Regions from separate parts of the Mus musculus genome. Here regions 1, 2, 3 and 4 are each linked to region 5. A link is a contact called in public HiChIP or PLAC-seq and promoter capture Hi-C data. All regions are on one chromosome and are shown on one strand. The core of a region is the stretch at or near the end of the contact, and the rest is flanking DNA. Distances in the headings are between cores, read along the strand shown. Region 1 overlaps Aim2 (absent in melanoma 2). Region 2 has its middle 11 kb from the start of Aim2. Region 3 has its middle 19 kb from the start of Ifi206. Region 4 holds the start of Grem2 (gremlin 2, DAN family BMP antagonist). Region 5 holds the start of Olfr433 (olfactory receptor 433).

The links. Promoter capture Hi-C pulls out the DNA fragments that hold promoters and counts their contacts. HiChIP or PLAC-seq counts read pairs in DNA pulled down with a chosen protein or histone mark.
Region 1: a promoter capture Hi-C map of 3T3-L1-derived adipocytes shows a contact between it and region 5, with 6 times the contacts expected there. The contact joins the enhancer-like site here to the promoter of Olfr433 in region 5. A contact is called at or near these places in 14 of 39 promoter capture datasets (the 3T3-L1 cell line, 3T3-L1-derived adipocytes, the C10 cell line and 8 more), 2 of 15 datasets of contacts at CTCF or cohesin (CD8 T cells and large pre-B cells), 3 of 484 Hi-C or Micro-C datasets (B cells, bone marrow-derived macrophages and myeloid progenitors), 8 of 115 datasets of contacts at active chromatin or transcription factors (CD8 T cells, bone marrow-derived dendritic cells, bone marrow-derived macrophages and 4 more) and 3 of 9 other capture datasets (adipose tissue, liver and macrophages).
Region 2: a contact with region 5 is called in a promoter capture Hi-C map of trophoblast stem cells, with 2.2 times the contacts expected there. The contact joins the enhancer-like site here to the promoter of Olfr433 in region 5. A contact is called at or near these places in 6 of 39 promoter capture datasets (the C10 cell line, the HPC-7 cell line, hematopoietic stem and progenitor cells and 3 more), 1 of 115 datasets of contacts at active chromatin or transcription factors (CD8 T cells) and 1 of 9 other capture datasets (macrophages).
Region 3: a BATF HiChIP or PLAC-seq map of CD8 T cells shows a contact between it and region 5, with 10 read pairs. The contact joins the enhancer-like site here to the promoter of Olfr433 in region 5. A contact is called at or near these places in 2 of 39 promoter capture datasets (cranial neural crest and liver), 1 of 484 Hi-C or Micro-C datasets (B cells), 1 of 115 datasets of contacts at active chromatin or transcription factors (CD8 T cells) and 3 of 9 other capture datasets (adipose tissue, liver and pancreatic islet).
Region 4: a promoter capture Hi-C map of the 3T3-L1 cell line shows a contact between it and region 5, with 3 times the contacts expected there. The contact joins the promoter of Grem2 here to the promoter of Olfr433 in region 5. A contact is called at or near these places in 2 of 39 promoter capture datasets (the 3T3-L1 cell line and hippocampal neurons).

Annotation. Positions count from the first base shown.
Region 1 is chr1:173,453,962-173,458,348 of GRCm38.p6, forward strand. It overlaps Aim2 (absent in melanoma 2), which reads left to right. Exons shown (of 9, transcript NM_001013779.2): 4 at 263-352; 5 at 1,373-1,654. The coding sequence starts at 1,393. Among named protein-coding and RNA genes, the nearest start is that of Ifi206, 35 kb to the right of the region's middle. Within about 2 kb of position 2,405, at least 17 of the 459 cell types and tissues checked have an H3K27ac peak or open chromatin away from gene starts, as enhancers often do. A contact at or near this core is called in 3T3-L1-derived adipocytes and CD8 T cells, where this site is marked.
Region 2 is chr1:173,407,846-173,412,220 of GRCm38.p6, forward strand. It overlaps a transcript of Aim2 not described here. Among named protein-coding and RNA genes, the nearest start is that of Aim2, 11 kb to the right of the region's middle. Within about 2 kb of position 1,391, at least 85 of the 459 cell types and tissues checked have an H3K27ac peak or open chromatin away from gene starts, as enhancers often do. A contact at or near this core is called in CD8 T cells, the HPC-7 cell line, hematopoietic stem and progenitor cells and 1 more, where this site is marked.
Region 3 is chr1:173,508,437-173,512,433 of GRCm38.p6, forward strand. No RefSeq gene overlaps it. Among named protein-coding and RNA genes, the nearest start is that of Ifi206, 19 kb to the left of the region's middle. Within about 2 kb of position 2,340, at least 17 of the 459 cell types and tissues checked have an H3K27ac peak or open chromatin away from gene starts, as enhancers often do. A contact at or near this core is called in B cells and CD8 T cells, where this site is marked.
Region 4 is chr1:174,919,030-174,923,538 of GRCm38.p6, forward strand. It overlaps Grem2 (gremlin 2, DAN family BMP antagonist), which reads right to left and starts at 2,790. Exons shown (of 2, transcript NM_011825.1): 1 at 2,544-2,790.
Region 5 is chr1:174,040,036-174,044,106 of GRCm38.p6, forward strand. Olfr433 (olfactory receptor 433) reads left to right here and starts at 1,898. Exons shown (of 1, transcript NM_146717.2): 1 at 1,898-2,901. The coding sequence starts at 1,917. The coding sequence ends at 2,861.

The DNA.
Region 1 (4,387 bases), core at 1,155-3,654, 590 kb before region 5:
ACTGAAGCACACTGCTTGTTCATCTCTTTTCACCACTCTTCACCTAGGCAGTTGACAATTTCTCACAGATATGTGGTTTTCTTCACATATTTGAAAACAAGGCGTTTATTCATCATAGACACTGGAGGCGGTACAATCCCAATTTGGACCTTTTTGTTGATGTTTGCATTGTTTGTATTTTCATGCAGAATTTTAGACTATGTTTTCGATGAAATTTAATAACTCTTGCCTCCCTAACATGTCCTTTATGTATATTGTTTAGGAAGTTTTCCTTTTTCTCAATGTAAAGTGAAGAAAAAAAATCCAGTGTTTCTCAACTGTACTGCTATTCCTATTTAGCTATTGTATCTAGGTGAGTATTTATTTTTCTGTGATATAAGATAAAGATCAATTATTATCATCTCCCACATAATTTTTCTGAATACTGTTCTTTGCTGATAATTCTTTCTTTCAGATTTATTCATACTGTTTATGTGCCATGTTTTTTGTATATGTGGTTCTGATTTTATTCTGACATTTTTCTGCTTACCATTTGACTTCCCTAATTATTAAGTCTTTAAAAGCATTTATAGGTAGTCGGCAGAGTGTTACTTGGTGAATATTTTAACATATTTGGTATCTTTTTGTCCTTAGCTTTGCATGCAGATGTAGAATTATCCTTACATGATTTCTCTGAGATTTTGCATGTAGTTTGTCTATTAATTGACAAATTGACATCTTCTTTTTATTGAATGTTCCCATTCAGAATATCACATACATCCTAAATTAAGAGAGAGATAAATTAAGGAACAAGGGAAAGAATCCTTAAATAGACCAACTCATATATGGGAAAGTGAATTTTTTTGGAAAACAAAGAAGACATGGTCTTCTCCATACAATCACGGAAAATTTTTGCCACGTGCACAAAAGGATCTTTGTATAGTTTTATACCATATACAAAAGAATCCAGAATAGGTCATAGATATACAAGTTAAACCTTTTAAGTCTCTAGAGAAGAATACAGGAGAAAAATCTTCTGATCTTGAATTTGAAGAGATGGGACAGCAAAATATGGTCCTCAAGTGAATGAACTGGTAAATATATTTCATGTATATGTATGTTAAATTTTAAGTTATATGCCTGAAGTATACACACTGTGCCATATTCTACACTTTGCAGGGGTCAGGAACCCTAAGAATTCCTAGGTTACCACATGCCCTTTGAAAGTATCCTTTTTTGATCATCTTGCATAGCGATTCATTTTTCACGTTTCACCTAATGCTCTCCTCCTGCTCTGTCATCTTGGGTATGCCTTGTTAACCACTTACCTTGTGTGTCCTGAATGTAGACTTGCATAGAGTGCTGTAATCTTACGGCCGAGGTTTCTTTTCAGGCTGATCCTGGGACTGTGAGATGGAGAGTGAGTACCGGGAAATGCTGTTGTTGACCGGCCTGGACCACATCACGGAGGAAGAACTGAAACGGTTCAAGTACTTTGCTTTGACTGAGTTTCAGATTGCCAGGAGCACACTCGACGTGGCAGATAGGACAGAGTTAGCTGACCACCTGATTCAAAGTGCAGGTGCGGCGTCTGCAGTGACCAAGGCCATTAATATTTTCCAGAAGTTGAATTATATGCATATTGCAAATGCTCTTGAAGAGAAAAAGAAAGAAGGTGCGTAGGAGTGCCCTCCCTTAATGATATGAGAGAAATGAAACCCTTCTACATTGTATTGTAGGAAATTAATTTCCTTAATCACCAGGCCCTTCACCCCCCAGAGTCACTAAACAGCATGTTACAAATTCCTTAGCCGTGTCTGATGCCGGTAGTCAGGGCTGCCACCATTGTCTCTCTCTTCACCAGAGTCTGTCTCCAATCTACTTGCAGAAACTGCGGAAATGGCAGGTCGGTGTTAATGTCCAAGGTCTCATTACACAGTACTTAAGGTTTTCACACTTGGCTGAAGGCCTGCCTGGCTGTGACATGAAGAAAACACAGCCTTGAACATACAAACCAGAGAACTGTTTAACTTTGCCATGGACTATCCACCTCCGCGCTGAGCCATCCTGCCATGGTCCCAGTTGGCCTTTTTAAGGAAGCCTTTGCGCTTCTACTGCATGGAGTTTCTAATCCTTCCTTTATCTCTAGCATAGACGACATTATGAACTTCCAGGACACAAAGCACGTGTTTGCATTCAATAAACCAGCTCTCACTCTCCACAAATTATATGCCATGTCGTTAAGTTTCCAATTACTCCTTAAGAACAACTGGGATGTCCTTGGGGTTCAAATGACTAATAAGAGCCAATGAAAGTATACCTCATCAAGGGAGTCCCTAAAATGAGAGATTCCAAAGGCAGTGGTTTGGGGACACTATGTAATACAGAAGCTTCAAAATGTTAACTGCTTGCCGAGGAGATGTGTGTGATGCAGCAGCAGGGGCTTGGATTCCAGAGGGTTATTTATACGCCGTCTAAGTGATGAAGTAAGGGTAAAAATCACATACAGGTATAAGATGCTATGTGACTTTGAGGAACTTAGAGCAAGGCCTGATCACGATTAGTTTAAGAGTAGCTGACATTGGACAGAAAGTGTAGTTCTTACATTTGACCACACAGTGGCAGTAAGAACACATCATTGCTCCAGTCACTACTGTTCATCTACTGAACTAAGCGAGCCTGATAGCATGTTTTAGTTTTAACTCCCGAAATTAATTCCTATTCATGGCTTCTTTTTTTTTTTTTCTGGATAGGATGATATAAAGCCCCCTTACTTAAAAAAATTTCCTCTATTTTACTTCTGTAATAATGGTGGGGTTTTATCGGCTTGATTAGCTCAAAAGATCTACTTTGAGACCTGGTTGAAAACTCAGGAGTGACTGCTGATCTAGAAGTCAGTTTAGGCACTTTGCAGCTTGGAAGTGCTACTTGAAGTCATCTTCAAGCCTGCCTTGACCACAGCTGTGTCAGTGATGCCAGTGGCTGCTACGGTAGAGCATTGATCTCTGGCTTGTTTCCCAGCAGTTTTGCCTTGTGTTTCTTCTGGTAAATGTTCAGCATGACGTGGCCTTGCCTCATGAAAACTGTGTGTGTGTGTGTGTGTGTGTGTGTGTGTGTGTGTGTGTGTGTATGTGTGTGTGTGTGTGTGTGTGTGTGTATGTGTGTGTATCTGAACAAATTAAACGATGTCATTAAAGAATGATAACAGGGTCCCGACCTTTAGTTGAGGCTTGAGCAAGAGAACAGGTGAAAAATTATGAGGTTAAATAAGCATGACAAACCCAAGCAAACCTAAGGAAATTCTCCAAGTATAATGATCTTAGATAGAGGAAAAGTGTGCATTGAATTATTAAATGAAACGAGAGGTATCTAGTGGGAAGATGACTTTTCCAAATGTTTCCACACAACACTCTCAATGGCATTTTTTTTAAAAGGTCAGTATGATTGATAGGCTAGAACAGAGTGACATGTTTATTCCCTTTGGCTCCCTTAGCTCTCTTCTCCTCTCCTGTGCTGTCAACAGAGACTGGATGTTTTTATGTGCAAATATCCAAAATATAAATAAAAATGTCATAGCACTAACCATTGGACGATCAGTTGAACTTCTTGCAAGCATATTTGGTCATTTTGGTATTAGTCATAGGCCACTAGCATTTCCAAAGTTTATGCACCATAACAGCACAATGGAGTTAAAAATGTGATCAAAAAATTCTAAGAAGTTTATAGTTTTGCATTGGGCTGCATTCAGAGCTGTCCTTGGCACATGTGATTCATGGACCATAGATTAGACATGCCTACAAGAATAAAGGTCCCTATAGGATTCCTGACCAAGACTCAGTTCCTTCCTGTTGTCTGAAAGAGAGTGACAGAATACTTATTATGTGACAACTGTTAGTCATATACATTACATGATTTGATATCTAACAAAATTAAATCCATGAACATCCCTGAATGTTTCAGATTCTGTGAGGAAACCACACGTAAAAAGGTTCTTATAACATCTTTACCTATAAGTTCCTTAAGTAATTGAACACTGACCATATTAATAGATGGTCACTTAAAAATCAGGACAAGAAGTTTCCTTTTCAGAATAAAATGTTGGATGGGTGCCTGCACATTTGAGGAGGAGAAAGCAGTAACTTTTTTGGGTCTTTGTTCTACTTCTCTTCTCCTTCACAACCCCCTTATTCTTACCCCAGGCTGTGCTATGCATATGTCAGTTGGTATCAATTATAAGGAGACACCTTGTTCTCAGGTTTTCTGATTGGACCAAGCTGCTGCTTGTGTTCTGTGGTCAAATAAAAACATTATCTACATTACATGGTTTAGTAGGGTCACTAACTGGGCTTAGCAGTCCAATAGAGCTGCTAGCTAGAGTCTTTGATCGTCTCTAATTAAGTAAGTTTGC
Region 2 (4,375 bases), core at 141-2,640, 630 kb before region 5:
AACAAGAGGAAATTATTGTTCCAGTGCACTGGGATCATCTCAGACCCAAAGGAGAGGCAAGTTTTTATATGGTTTCCAGGGGTAGAATAGAGCATCAGCAACTAAGCACAATATGGCAGAACAGTGTGCCCTTTAAACTGATTGGTCGTTAGGGAGTAAGGTAGTAGGGGCTTACTCAGCCTCTCCCTTCTGCTCTACCTGCTCTCTGACCTGTCTCTTCCAGGGGGGGGAGGTGTCTGGTGTAATTTTCTAATGGTTCTGAGCTGACCTCTTCAGCACAAGTGGATAGGAGCCCAGAGGGGCAGAGGGGAGGAAGGAAGGAGGGACAGAGGGAGAGTGGGAGAGAGAGAGAGAGAGAGAGAGAGAGAGAGAGAGAGAGAGAGAGAGAGAGAGAGAGAGAGAGAGAGAGAGCAGAGGAGGTGGGGAGCAAATGAGATCATGAGGAAATTCTCAGATTCTCTGGTCACATTCTGTCATTACAAACCTGAGGGTTCAGTTTGTGTGTGCTACTCATTACCCAGGAATGGTAGTCTATTTTGGCAAACTTGGGGGAAAGTTTAAAAGAATGGATATTACTGAAGCTACTAGCAACAAAGCTGGACTAAAGGAACAGCTACAGTATAGAAGAGATTCTGGCAAATACTCCCCATAAAGGTTTTCTGCTCTCCTCTGCCTCTGCATCCTGACATTCTTGGTTTTGATTTCTCAGTTCTTTTTTTTTTTTTTTTAAAGATTTATTTATTACATGTAAGTACACTGTAGCTGTCTTCAGACGCACCAGAAGAGGGCATCAGATCTCGTTACAGATGGTTGTGAGCCACCATATGGTTGCTGGGATTTGAACTCTGGACCTTTGGAAGAGCAGTCGGGTGCTCTTACCCACTGAGCCATCTCACCAGCCCCTCTCAGTTCTTTTAAAGACTTAAAAAAAACATTTTATAGCTTGGATCCTTAAAGAGCTAGGCCACAGGCTGGATCCTCGAAGAACTAGGCCACAGGCTGGACTTGGCTTACGGTTTGCCAGCTCTATTTCCATAATCTCATTCTCACTTTTAGAAGAACAAAATATCGCAGAGAAAACCTTTAAAATATTTAATTTGATGAGTTTTGAGAATTTGAGAATTATTATGAAGGCTTCAGTAATTATAAAATTTCTATAAGACAACATGAGTTAAGGAAAGGAAGAGAGGTCAGAGATCATTATAAAATGTTGAAGGGAACTGGCATATTGAGAGGCAGGGATACAAATGGTCCTGAACTAAGTAGAGCAAGTGGTAAAATGGAATAAACAGGTCAGGGTATCTCCCAAGCAGGATTAGTGCACATACACATCAGCACTGCAAGTTTAAGGAAGTTGTTCTCAACCTGTGACTTATGAGTCACCTCCTAAGCACAGGAAATGCATGCCACAGGCCCTCATATGTTTGCCAGGATGCTTCCTCTATTTTCACAGGTAAAGACAAGGGAGTGAGGAACCAGCATTGCAAATTGGCAAGGGAGGGAGACCAGAACAGCAATCAGCAAGTGGTATGGCAAGCATCTTTGGTGTCAGGAAACACACACATACACTCACACAAGCCATGCAGCTTTAATCAAAAGCAAGTGTTCTTTTCTAAGATAAATGACCATCAGCAGCATGTGAAGTCAAAAGAGAATGGAATCTGAAGACGAACTGAATGATCCTATATCTCCAAAAAGGAAAGAGAGAAAAGAATCTCAAGTGTAAGACCAGGTTGGAAGACAGATGAAGATGACAGATTTTTTTTTCCTTACAGATACTTGAAAACCAGAAGCTTTAAAAAATATCTTTGAAAATGGCAGACATCACAAGGATGGGCTAAATTTTTCCTTAAGTGTTAGGACACTGCTTTAACAGTAGTGTCTGGACTTCAGACTTTAGCCTTCAGGCACCAGGGAAATGTCTAGTTTGTTTAAGTCATTGTTTTCTCAGGAGAATGAGAACATGCGTTTCCTGTTTCACAGTTGAGGTTTTATTTGGAAGGATATTTTAAAGGGCTACAAATGGTTAAATAATGGCAGACTTTATTTTCTTGGTGGATTGACTTTGCTTGGGCACACACAGCCCCTTGTGTACTGGAATTGGATAGGTTTCCAAAGTGTAAGTTTCCTACCAAAATTAGACTCTAACGATGTGATTAAATCATTTTCATGAGGCTTAAAGTCCTTAAATTCTTCAGGTTAATTAAAGACTTAGAAGGTACAGATGCTATTGAAACCAAGCGTTGGTCCAGTGGTGGGCATCTCAGCTGTTGAATAGCTGGGAAGCTTGGAGAGAAAGAAGCAAAACAGCCTTTAAATATAAGGGCCCATGGGCCAGGAGGTCACCATGAAAGCACTAAAATCCTTAGCCATTTGACTCTGGGTGGGATGTGCTGCACAGGCCTAAGGTTTCTGAGAGATGACAGTCTGTGGGCGTTTGATTTTTAAAATTCCTACCCAGTGTTACCCCTTCTCCCTAAACAAGTGGCTTTTGAGATAGTGTCCTGACCAAAGCTCTTAGAACTATTCTGGGCTGGAAAGCGAATGATGCACCAGCAAGTCACCCCCTCTTCCAGGGACTACTTAGTTCAGTCCCTTGGGCTATAGTTGGGACTGGATGTGATGCTACTGGCATGGGTGAAGGAGATGAGAAGCTTTTAAAAGTCAAGGACATTACTAAGCAACCACAAGATGCGATTTCTCCTGTATCTGTTATTTTGTTTGTTTGATTGTTTGTCAGCTTCTTGGTTACTGGTATCAAGAACCATTCTGGCAAAGGAGTCTTGAAGACAGAACAGGCGCACAAGTGGAAGAAATGGACTCACTGTTTAGATATGAGCCAACAGACCTAAAGCACTTAACACTCAATAGGAATGCTATTGGAAGTCCAGCGTGTGGTGTGGGAGGGTAGAGTGGCTCTCTGGAATAGTATGAAGTGTCCGCTGCTTGTAGAATTTCTCCTGAGTGACTCCATTCTATACATCTATGATCCTCTAGCTCCTTCCTTTGAGTTATTGCCCCGATCCTTACCTTCTCTGCCTGCATTCTTTCTATTCTCCTTCGAGTCACATCTTTAAATGGATCATAAAATGAGTAGAGAGCAAAGAGAACAGAGAAAAGCTGGGCACTTTATTAATTCATTCTTCCTGCTTAATTTGGCTGCACGAGGGTAGCTCATTTTTGGTAGGAGTCCAAGACAGGTGTTTGTAGGCACTTGGCTGCGGTTCCCAGGTTGGATGTGGGAAAGGTATAATCAGAGAAGCCCTAAGTTTTAATGACATGGTTTTAAATTGAGAGCCAAGAAGAAGAGAGCTTTCACACTACTTTACTTCCACAAAATTGGTTTCCTTTTCATTTCTTGCTTTGGCATTGGCAGAGAGCCCTTGGAATGTAGGAGTTTTTAGTGGAGCACCCTGCAGTCATTACCTGGTTTGTAAACTTGGCACAGGAGGCCCAGAGTGTTGTTTCTGTATAAGTCCAAGCTCTGTGCCTAGATTCCAGGTTTAGATGTTCAGGTAGGAGGGAAACTGAGAGCGTTGCAGTTGGGAGGGTTGGGTGTTGTAGAGTAGTATAAAAAGCAAGTAAATAATTATAAATAAATAAAATAATTAAAGTAAATAAATTATAAATCACAAAATGAAAACAAAAAAATCATTAAACTGATTGAGTTCTCTCATTTTCCCTTTTCTTTAGAATTTTCCCAGTTCATTTGCTGTGTTATCATGTAGAGTTCACACTTAGATGAGTTGCCCCTGCATGTCATCTGAATATAGTACTGGATAAGACTACAATTTCTAAATAAGAACGTATTCCACAGTTGTATAGGGTTTTGTGGCTCCACTAGAATTGGAAGACCTGGAGACTCCCTCTGAAGCATATGTCACCAGCTAGTTTAGAGAGTCAGTGCAGAATCTCAAATGCCTAGAATAATCTACTTCTCTAGGACCAAATCCCCTGGCTTTTAAAGGATGGGACTTTGAGGAGGAACCCAATTCAAAGCTGAACATCTCTGTGCTTCAATCTCTCTCTGCTACTTACTGTCTCTAAGAATATGAGCATGACTTCCTTCTACCTCTTCTTTGGTAAAATGAGAATAACCATGGGGCCATCATGGTTGCCGTGTAAATGAACTGATAGAAGTAAGCCCGTAGATAAACATTCAGAAATGAGGTAGCTGTAGTATTCTATTTTTAGCTGTGTGAGTCTCCACCATACTAATTTGCATAACATCCGCACCAGCCCATAAGCAATGAGGGAGGTTCTTCTTTTTCTGCATCTTTGCTATTAGTGATGTTTGTTTGTTTGCTTGATGTTAGTCATTCTGACTGAAATGAGATGGAGGCTCAAAACAGTTTAAGTTTGCGTGTTCATAGTG
Region 3 (3,997 bases), core at 1,090-3,589, 530 kb before region 5:
GTAATATCTTTCTCAGGTTATTTTCAGGCTTGGAGAATTATTAATAAGTAGGAGAATGGTTTAAGAAGCAATTAAACTGAAAGTACCTGTACTGTGTATGTTCTTCTCTGCAGGAAATATATTCAGTTCTTGGTGGCAATAGTCACCCACTAAATTGTCCTCCTGCTTATATTCACCCTGAGTGGGAATGAGGGAGAAGTGTCTGGGACTCTTACTTTACTTTTCTGATGTTGCCTTTATTTAAAGAAATGTAATTCTTAGTGACCCATGGGTAAGTCTGTTGGACATGACAGTTTAAGTTTGGAACATGTAACTATGGAGACGTATAAGAAAAACAACAGCACAGCAGGCGTTAGTTTTTCGTGGCAGGTAAAGTGTATCTAGGCAGGAAACCATCAAATCTTGCTAGCTGGGGAAATTGAAAGCTAAGAACAATGGGAGGGGCTCTTGCAACTCTTCTCTCCCCAGGGAGAACATAGTACAAGACACTTAATGTTTCTCAACTTAAATGACTCCGACCAATGTCCTTCTTTCCATCTCTTAAAATACTTCATGTTCTTGGCAGTTTAGGGGTTACAACATCCCTGTCCTGTTTCTGAGATCCTGGACCTTATTCATTTCTTTCTCAAATGAAAATAGTCCTGTTTCTTGCCTGGAGGATCAGCCAGGACCTAGACACCGCTAAAGAAATCCCCAGGGAGATGAGTATTGTCTGCTGAATGGAGTTGGGAGCTCAGGGAAACCCTCAGCATCACAGAGGATACCATTATTGGTTCCTTTAGGGGAAAGTGGAAGGATCTGGGCTGCACTCTGAGCAGCGAATCCTCAGCAGCATGATTTTGATGCTTCATTAGGGAAGACAGCAAACTTCTCTAGCCCACCCTTACTGGATCCTGGGCCAACACAAATGCATTTTGATTGTGGCAGATCATAAAACAAACTTTCTAAGTGTAAGTATAAATAAACATAATACAAGAAGAGAGTTTTGGTTAGCTTGGCTAAAGAGTGCAAAGGAACCTCTTGGCTGTGCTGATTGACTGGGTAAAACATAAAATAGTGAAACAAAAGAATTATCATGAAACAGTATTTAGTCAAAAGTACATTTGGACATGAAGCTGCATTCTCACTATTACACAGCAGGCGAGGGTGATGGGCATGCGCAGTAGAAAATGTTTCTGATTCAGAAGGACAACTACTCAAACTAACGATCTTTTAATGGTTTCATGAGCACATTTAACAAGTACTATGAGGAAACGTCCATCATCTGGAGATGTCACGGTTTTGGTTTGTTAGTTTGCGTTTTTTATTTTCTTACATTAAGACATGGGGAAGAGATGTAGTTAACGTGAAAAACATTTCTATTCTACAAGCTACCTGTACACTCCTGGAATAGCCCATCCTGTGTATTTGAACAAAGCACTTTAAATGTTGATTTAACACACATTAGAAAAATCTTCTCAAGTTTATCAGTTATATTACTAAACTTTCTAACTCTTTTCAGATATTTTCCTTTTGTCCACTTAGGAACTGAGAGACACCATATAAATGTAACATAAATCAATGTCTGGTTTTTCTTGTGGCTCTTTCAAATTAGTTTATGTGTGCTCTCTTGTATTCAAATGGGATGTACAATGTCTACATACTTGAGTGCGGGTGTGTTCATGTGTACATATATGGGACAAAATATATTTTAGGACACTATTTTTGAATGGTGAATGAACATGAGTTATAAGAAATACAATGTACTATTTTACTGGATAAATCCATAACCCAGAATATTCTCTTTTTATTGAAAGGGCAACTCTATAATTTTGTGATAGTTATTGAAAAACATTTTCTGAGTTCTATTTGAAAGTACATTACATAAATAATCTAGCCTTTCAAAGAATTTTTGTGTAATTTGTTTTTAAATTATTTCACCATTAAAGAATTATTTACACACAACATACAGGTGAATGTGTTTGGAAGTTAATAAAAGTTAAATCTCAGTGGCTGTGTAGCTGCTCCCAGCATAGATTAATAACACTATAATATGTTATGTAATATATAATAACACTATAATATGTTATATATACTATATATAATATGGGGTTCTGTTTTGTTTTGCTTTCTTTCCATTATTGCCCCTTCACCTTATGGTATTTTCTTCTTACATTTAACAGTAAATAAATTAGGACTTATGCCCTCCTTTCTCTGTCTGTCAACCATGTTGATATCCTTCCAGTTTCCCCTTTCTTTGGCCAGGGCTTTAGTTTTGAAGCAGAGGCACAGTGAAGCAGGCTTGTTTTTCATTCTGCTCAGCCTTGGTTTCAAGTATTTCTCAGTTTTACTCACTGTTTCCTTCCTACACTTTCAGTGGCTGTTTTTATGTGGGTTTTACCATTATAACTACTAAGACTAAAGCATCCACAATTTGGTCATCCTTTTTCTTGAGCTTCGGTATTACTCCGAAGGGGGAACAAAATAATCATGGGAGGTAGAGGGTAGAAGTGACCTGGGAGGGAGAAAGGAGAAGGAGGAAAAGGATCATGTGTGGGAGGAGACAGAGAGGGCAGGAGAAGTACAGAGGGTCAGAAATTGAATGGAGGTGTGTACCAGTGGAGGATGGGGAAACAAGGGTAGCCACTAGAAAGTCCCAGATGCCATGGAAGCAAGGGGTTCCCAGGACCCAAGAAGGATGACATTAGCCAAAATAGCCAACAAAGGGGAGATAGAACCTGTAGAAACCATATCCAGTGGTTAGGCACAGCACTCGGTTGAAAGATTGGATCACCCACCCATATCAAAAATATTAACCCAGAATTGCTCCTGTCTAATGGAAATTCAGGGACGAAGAGTGGAGCATAGGCTGAAGGAAAGACCATGCATAGGCGGCCCCACCTGGGGATCCGTCTCATCTACAGACACCAAAACCAGATAATATTGGGGATGCCAAGCGAGCTTGCTGACAGGATCCTGGTATAGCTGTCCTCTGAGAGGCTCTGCCATAGTCTGACCAAAACAGATGTGGATGCTTAGATTCTCTCAGCCAACCACCAGACTGAGAATGGGGATCCCAATGGAGGAGTTAGTGGAAGGACTGAAAGATATGAAGGGGTTTGCAATTCCATAGGAAGAAAACAAAATCAACCAACCAGACACCCCAGAGCTCCCAGGTGACCCATCCAGCAGGTCCAGTTATTCGAGGTTCTCAGGGGACCTTCTCCTAAGAACCAAATCAGAGGTAGAGAGAGACGAGGGTCTTGTGCGAATAATGACACAGAACCGTTCTGAATTGCATCAAAGCCCCAATGTATTAGTCAGGCCCAAGGTTTAAATGCACAAGCAAAAGGGGAAGTGCCTTTCAGCAGGAAGGATGGGGCAGTAGAATTGCACAAGCAAAAGGGGAAGTACTTCTCAGCAGGAGGGATGGAGCAATAGAATTGCACATTCTTTAGGCAGTTACAGGGGGAAGCAGGAACTTGGAGGTATCAGAGTATCTTGAGGTCAGGACATCTGGAGCTGACTTAGGGCTGGAACAATCTGTGGTTGTTCTAGGAGCGGTGTGTCGGTGGCCCGCTTTTGACCCCCTTTTCTTCTCGGGGGGGGGGGGGGAGAGGCCCAATTCAGAGATCAGGACAATTGTGTTGTCTTAATGGCTCCCAACACCCAGGGACTAAAACACCAACAAAGGAGGGATCCCATGGCTCCAGCTGCATATGTAGTAGAGGATTGCCTTATCTGGCATCAATGGGAGGAGAGGCCCTTGGTCCTGTGGAGACTTGATGCCCCATTGTAGGGGAATGCTAGGGCAGTGAGGCAGGAATGCATCTGACACCTGGTTTTGTTTTTTTTTTGTTTGTTTGTTTGTTTTTTCATTTTTTTAAATTTATTTTTTATTAGATATTTTCTTTATATACTTTTCAAATGCTATCCCGAAAGTTCTCTATAACCTCCCTCTGCCCTGCTCCCCTTCCCACCCACTCCCGCTTCTTGGCCCTGGTATTCCCCTGTACTG
Region 4 (4,509 bases), core at 1,540-4,039, 880 kb after region 5:
CTACGCAATTCGTCTTACATGCTGGTCCTTTGTGCGACTGGTCAGAAGCCCAATATGGGGCACATTTTCTTGGGTTGGAATAATTCATTGCTGTTCTCCTAACTGCTTGAAAGAGTCTAACATAGTGCTCTTGCCTGCCACCTGGCATATTTGCTGTCATTGCACTGGAGCACAAACCTGGCTAACCCAGCCTGCAGTGTGCCCAAGAGACTGTGGTCTACCATGGTTTACTCTTGGACCAGGCAATACAATCATCTCATATCAGTAGAACCCAGGACCCAACTCAGGATTCAAAACCATTCTCTTGAATCAAAAGAGAGCTAAGGTGGAGATGTTTTAAAATATTTGAAGGCATGTGATTTGTTTAAATTATACCTTACATAGTTTGAGGAAATCTAGATCTCTGGCTGGCTATTGTAAGATGTAAAGAGAATGAGGATCGGAGTGCCTCTCTCCATAAAAATGATAAGCAAAAAACAGTGAATAACCAAAACGCGGTGTATGTATATGCCTAGACCCCCATCCAGATATAGACATGTATCTGAAAGCCACTCATATATCTCAGCCTATACAAAACGACTGTACTCTCACTTAGTCAATGCAATGTACCCAGCATGGCTTTGGAGTTGAATGGCAAGGAGAAATGAGTTATAGGATACTGACAAATACTCATGACAAAACTATCCAGGCTTGCAGGATGTCTCAGCGGCACCAGCCTGACGGCCTGGGTTTGCTTTCAAGATCCCAATATGGAAGGAGAGAAGTGGTTCCCTAAAGTTTTTCTATTAGCTCCTTACATGCGCACACTCACACACAGACACACACACACCAACAGTAATAATAATAACAATTATTATTATTATTAAGCTCTTGTAACTACAAATAGACTTAAGTTGGGTGAGTTGCATGCAATGACTAGTGAACATTTTACAATCAGTTTCTCAGAGGATGTTAAGGATGAGATATATTTCTCTACAGTACTAACATGTTCTTCCTTAAACATAGCATTTACCCAGCACATCTATTGCCTGTCAAGACTTTTTTAAAAAAATGTCCCATGTGATCACTCGCTTTGGTCAAAGGGCAAAAATGTGACATTTTCCTAACTCCACAGTAGAACGACGCATGCATTCTTCCTAATGACGAAAGAACACAGCCATCTGATTAAAAGAAAATGGGTCGACGTAAACGCTCCACGGTGATATGCAAAGTGAATAGCTTTCTTATAACTTCCTTATCTTGCTTGGGCAGGCACAAGATTTGGGATAAGGGCAGTGCTGGAACTCAGGAACCGGAGGGGGGATGAGCCAGCTCTGAACTGTCAATGAATGGGTCTCCATCAGCAAATACCAGGAGCTGACTGAGTAGAGCGTTCCTCAGATTCTGCATCTGATGGCCCACGTGACATCCTGAAGAGACCCCTACTCTGTATCCCCATTCCAGGAAAAGCACTTCGTACAGAGGCTAAGGCTGTGAATATCAGCCCTGAGGACTGTCCAGGACCAGTCCTTTATCACAATTACTCACTCAGTCCCGTTGGCTTTTCCAGGAAGATGGAACTGATTAAGCAATGTTAATTGAATCATAAGTAATCAACATGGGGGAAAAATTACATAACCAGCTTCAAAATTGTGAATCAAACATGGCAAATTCCCAGGAAAATAGCTATTTTATCGCCCCCCCCTTACCTTTCACCTCAAAAATAAACACAGAGAAATCTATACCTTGGACGATTAAACAAAACTACGAACTACACATTTCATTGCCTGGAAATGTTTATATTTTGTACAAAGTTTTTCAGTTCATAGTTTTAATTATGTAGCCCAGGCTGGCCTGGAACTCACAATCCTCCTGCCTCAGCCTCTTGAGTACTGGGATCAATTCGTATGCTTTTAACCTAATTTGAGAGAGTTTAGAACTCATCCTGTCAGGGGTGCTGAAAGACAAATGTATCATTAATTGATCAGTGAAGGTAAGACTATGACAACTGCATTTTTTGTTTTTTGTTTTTTACTTGCTGTCTCCCTTCTTTCCTTCTCTCCTTCAGACACAGCCTAAATACATAGTGATATTTCAGCCATGAGGCTGTATCCACTTTGGTACATGCTTAGGAAATCAAGACCATGCCCAAATCCTCTGTGGCTTCCTGATCCTACAGGGAACACATTAACATATTAGGTAGGCTGACTATATTCAAAACCTGCTTTCTAAACAATTACATGTTGGGTCATCATTAGAATGCGGGTCACCAAGGGGAACCCTCACTACAATGTGCAGATACTGGTGTTATTTATTTAATTAGTTAATTTAAAGATCGCTGTGAAGTTTAAAGGTCTGGGCTTTCCACCTACGCAGAATCCAATAGGTGAATCCACCTGGTGGCCCCAGCCACATGAAAGCAGTGTAACTCAGGGGGCATTCACTCGGCACTTCTCTGCGAACCAGCCAGCCCCGCGGACAGACGTGAATCTACCCTAGGTGCCTTAGAAAGGCAGAAGATAGAAACCTGTGCGCAGTCAGATAGGTTGTGACAAGCCGCATACCTGCAATGACGAGATGGAAGCCTCCTCCTCGGTTCCCTTGTGTGTCTCCCTGTCCCTCTCCTCTCTGTGAATGACAGGATCCACAGCGGGCTGTGCGCCGTATCGTCGGGGGCAGCCGCAGCCTGGTTCTGCAGGAGGCCTGGGAAGCAGCGAGGGTGTGCGGAGCGAGCGGAGCCCAGTGGAGCGCACAGAGGGCGGAGCGCGTCCCAGCCGCGCCTGCAGATGTGGAAGGAGCTGGAGACAGCACTGAGTCCTCTAGGCGCTGCATGGGGATATTATCACAGGCTGGAGTTTCTATTGGCTCAGAACACCAAACAAATCACACCAGTCACCCCTCCTTCTCGGGCTTCACTCAGCCCTCGCTTCTCATCTAACCCACAAATACTTCACACACACACACACACCCCAGTCGCTCTCTGTATTTCTCCCTTCCTCTTTGCAGACTGTGGATTTACAACCTTGTGGGCAGCTCTTAACATTTTGTTTAGCAGACTTCCAATCCAAACCTTGTCATGTAGAGAAATCCACCAGCCTCTTTACCCGCAAACCCCATTCACGCCTTCAGATCATTCTCTTTAGGGTGGACTCAAAATGTCAAGAGTATAGAAACACACACACACACACACACACACACACACACACACACACACACACACACACACACACACACACACACACGTACAAGCACACATGTGTGTGCACATGCACATAAAGCTAGGTTCCTTTTGTTTTTAATGACTGAGGCGGGTGAAATTGAAGGCAAGCTGATCCCATGGCCAAAAATGAGTTTAATTAATGATTAAAGTCTTGAATGAATTCAGCGCAAAGTATCCAACGTTTAGATTTATTTTCTTTTCCACATATCCTTATATTTTCCCGATATTTTGAACACAGAGATTTCCAATACGAATCAGGTTATTCAGCATCCAGAGAATATAGACCAATGTTCGCACACTTGGTCTGGACAGGATAGATCACTTCACTGTGATGTTCGCTGGATGCTGGCTTTTTCTCTGGGGGATTTTTGGTTTCCATTGGCCTCTTCAGCACTGAACCTCCATGAGTCTCAACTGACAAAGGCACCTGAGTGTAAACTCATCATCTGTATACATGCACAGAGGTAAACCTTTGATCCCATCAATGAAGAAATGGCCTAAGAAAATCCTGAGACCTTAGTTACTGAGCTGGGAAATTTCAAAGAAAATAAGATTTCACCTTATTTTTTTAAAAAACAGCCTACTATGGTCTTTCCTCAGTATATTTTATTGGTTTTCTTGGCAAAAGCTGTTGCTTCTGAAACCACAGAACTCCATTTTGATTTTTGCCTTGATGGTTTCTTTCCCAGAATTATCCTATTTTGCATGCCTTATTAAAACCCGACACTCTGGCTTCAGCCAACTCACAGCGCACCTAAGTTCAAAATCATAGAGAATAATATATATATATATATTTTACAATTTGCTGCTAACAAACATCTTGCCTGCTTTCTTTTCATATTTAAATCCATTCCAACAATGTGGAACTACAAAGCAGTTACTCAGAAGGGGCCAACCCAGAGTCAGCCGAGACATCCCAGATTCCTCAGGGGAAAGGACAGAGTAATAAGCAGCTGCTGAAGATAACACCAAGCAGAGCTGGAAGATGGGGTGAAGGCCTCTCTTCCGTCTTCTGGGACTTATCTTCCCATGCTAACTATGAGAATCAAGGGAAGCCGAAGAGTGAATGCGGCAGAGTCTAACCAATGTTCACCTTTGCCCTAAAGAGCTGTCAGCAGGGACTCAGTTGTCCAACCTGATGGTCATTCTTTACATTATTTCAGGACTAGTCATATATGTAAGTAAGCTAGCTATCAGTTGCTTGCTTTAGAGATGCCTCTCAGAATGAATACAAATAGAGACAACCTACAAATAATATCAAAACAACAGCAATAATAATCATAAAACAAGTCTTTTTATTTTGCTTATTA
Region 5 (4,071 bases), core at 648-3,147:
TTTTTATAGATGAGATCCATGAAATCTCCTGGGTTTGTTTGTTTGTTTGTTTTTGTTTTTTAAGCAGTCTTTTGCTACAGAGCTCTTGAGTTGCTAACTGGGCTGCCTTGTCTGGCCTCAGTTGGAGAGGTTGTGCCTTGTCCTGCAAGATTTGATGTGCCAGGGTTGAGAGGCTACAGCAGGAGATAGGAGTAAGCACTGTCCGAGGGGGGACCAGAAGTGGGGACAGTGATTCGGATGTAATGTTAATAGTAATAATAATAATAATAATAATAATAATATAATAATAATAATTATTATTATTATTATTATTATTATAGAGATAAAGGAACCAAAGGGGGAGATTCTCTGTAAAATTATTTTAAACAATTATTCATCTCTTCCTTTGAAATCAATTCCCACAGCCTTACTATTAATTAGTTGTCTCTTAAGAAGGATAGATTTCACGACAAAAGCATCATCCCTGGTAGCAAGAAGCAAAGAAGTCATCTTAGGAATAGAAATGCTGTTTCACTTCTCTCTACCCAACTTCTTGCTCCAGAGGGATTCTGAGAGCTCATCATACTCACAGCTCCAGGGAACACCCAACGAGGGGCCTCTGGGAAAGCAGCCTTTCCAGGACCGTTTCATATAAGTAGATAGAGATCGGAATTGCCATTAGGGGGATGACACGGATGCTAATGCCACCAAATGGTCAGGTGATAGATGACGGTGGTAGAGTGTAGGAGATTACCAGAAGAGAATAAGGCAAGAGTTTTGATTTTGATCTTTCCTAGTGAGTAGCCTCAGGTTATGGAAGGAAAACCCAACCACAAAACTCACAATCATTTCCCAATATCCTAGGGAGATCAGAACTCATAACAGTTTCAGAAACCAACTGCCAAATCTTGTTCTTCTTCTTCATTTTAGGAAACAGGAAGTTGGTTAAGTAAAAAAAAAAAATCCCCTAGTTCAGAGTGTACAGCTGGGGTGTGTCAGAGCAAGGGCATGCAGCCAATTCACAGCTACTGCAAAGTTTCTTTTCTGCCTGGGGATTCTGACTCACACTTTTCTTCTTTGAAAATTCATGTCATCTGTCTCTCATGAAGCTCAACTTTTAGAAGGTACGGTATGAATGTTGGGTGAACAATCAGTAGATATCGTGAGCCTGAGAGTGAACACTCATAGAAGATTGTGGGACTGATAGTAAATACTCATAGGAGATCATAGGACTGATAGGGAATAATCAGGGCATATCATGGGCCTGGTAGTGAATAATCATTGTATATGATGGGTCTAGAATTGAATAATCATTGTATATGATGGGCCTGGAAGTGAATAACCATTACATTTCATGGGCATTATATTTTAGGGATTAATCTTAGAGTGTCTGCATCATTGTCAGGCATAGATCACTTAATCTTTCCCTACCAGAATAGTCAATGAAGTATAAGACTTCCTGAAAAAAGTCACTATAACTTTCTGTAGACATCAAGCCTTCCTTTAGAACAGACCAACACTTCTAGTTATTTTATTATTCTAAAATAGATGCACAGAGTCCCCAAGAAACATATAGGTCATAGGAGAGATTACAGTAGAAAGGTTCCATTTCCTTTTATTGAGAGTGGGATAGGGGAGAACTGTGTTGGTGGACACTCAAGAGATCAGGAGTAGAACACTCAGAAGAATAAACCAGGTGTCTTCATTTCTAGTTCTAGCCCAGCCACCTACTGATGTTGAAACCAATCATTTCACATTGATGGGGATGGGAGGGGGCTGCAGCTCCAGTATCACAACATAGGGATTTAATTAGATTATGTCCAACCTCAGCCATGTACTCAGAGTTGCTGCTCTTGACTCTAGGAGTATTTCACAAAGAGATGGAAGATCCTGACGTAGTTAATCTTGGACCTTAACTCCACCTCCTCCTTGGAACCATGGATCATGTCAACTACACCTGGACACGGACCTTCATCCTTGCTGGTTTCACTACCTCTGGTGCCCTCCGACCTCTTGCCTTCCTGGGGACCCTGTGCATCTATCTCCTCACACTGGCAGGGAACTTGTTCATCATTGTCTTGGTTCAGGCAGATTCAGGGCTGTCCACTCCCATGTACTTCTTTATCAGTGTCCTCTCCTTCCTGGAACTCTGGTATGTCAGCACCACAGTGCCCACCTTGCTGCACACCCTGCTCCATGGGCATTCACCCATCCCCTCGTCTGCATGCTTCGTCCAGCTGTATGTCTTTCACTCCTTGGGCATGACCGAGTGCTACCTGTTAGGTGTCATGGCTCTGGACCGCTACCTTGCTATCTGTCGTCCACTGCACTACCATGCACTCATGAGCAGGCAGGTACAGCTATGGCTTGCAGGTGCCACTTGGGTAGCTGGCTTTTCAGCTGCCCTGGTGCCTGCATGTCTCACTGCCAGTTTACCGTATTGCTTGAAAGAAATAGCCCATTACTTTTGTGACCTGGCACCACTAATGCGGTTGGCATGTGTGAGCACAAGGTGGCATGCTCGGGTTCACGGGGCAGTGATTGGTGTGGCCACTGGATGCAATTTTGTCCTCATCTTGGGACTCTATGGGGGTATTCTGACAGCTGTCCTGAAGCTGCCTTCAGCTGCCAGTCGAGCCAAAGCCTTCTCCACATGCTCCTCCCATATGACAGTGGTTGCACTGTTCTATGCTTCTGCTTTTACTGTGTATGTGGGTTCACCTCAGAGCAGACCTGAGGGCACTGACAAACTTATTGCCTTAGTGTATGCCCTCCTAACTCCATTCCTCAACCCTATCATCTATTCCCTTCGCAACAAAGAGGTGAAGGAAGCCGTGAAGAGGGTCAGTGAAAAGATCAGAACTTTGTTGAGAGACACCTAATTATCTCTTTTGACATTACCCACATTCAGGGTAAATGCAACACTCAAATGGCTTGTGAATCATTTTGCAGAATCAAAATAAATGCCAATAAGTGTACCACTGAGTTTAGCACTTACTATGCTGCATATGTTCAGTCTTTTAGACAGATCAATCAGAGGTAGAGCAGAATGAGCAAAAGGCATTTTTTTCTGAATCATTTTCAACATGACAATGAAGAAATCCATGGAAGATTAAAAACTGGCATATAGAAATATTTGAATTGTATTTGTGACTTTGATAATTATCTATCTGTCTGTCTATCTATCTATCTATCTATCTATCTAATCTATCTATCTATCTATCTATCTATCTATCTATCTATCTATCTATCTATCTATCTATCTAACCTATCTATCTATCTGTCTAATCTATCTGTCTATCTGCCTTGTACCTGGTCTGCCAAAGTTTTGGTTCTGTTTTTTAATCATCAGACCACCCCCGTGTGGGTATCTGATGGCTCACAATTTATACATCATAAAAGTGTGGGCGATAAGGTAAACAGTCATTGCAGCCTTGAAATGAAAAGGCCACCGAAAGCTAGCAGCAACATCTGACCTCAACACATGATCCCAACAGACAGTTTAAAAGACAAAAAAAAAAAAAAACATGGGTGACAGAAAGTACCCATTGACAGCATGTGTGGAGTTTCATGTAGAGCCAACAGCTCCCAGCTGATAGAGACTTGTAATCTTGAATCATCTTCCAGAAACCAGTTCTGAATCACATAACTCTTAGGGTGCATGGCTAGAGTCTAGAACTGCAAACCTAGTGTCTTCAAGGACAAGGGTAGCAGAGTTGAGGGTGTTGTCTGAGATCTTCCACGATCATGGAGTCTTTTATTCATAGAATGGATTTGAAGCTATATTTCACAGGAGCAGAAAAAAAATCTCAGGCTCCAGAGGGAAGGGAAATGCCACACAAATCTGCAGTGTCAGGCCCCATTGTCTGCTCAGTGCATGACAATGCTGTTCCCTTTAACCTCTAAGGTTTAGAGATTTGTGAATTCTGAATCACCAGATACACACTCAGAGATTGTCTGGTACTTGGAATGACAGAATTAAAACCTTGGCAGAGTCTAGGAACTGGGAGAAATATGTTACTTTTCTCATTCTTATGTAGTCCCACTACAAAAATAAAAACATTTACAATTTTTAATGCTCCCCACATCAGG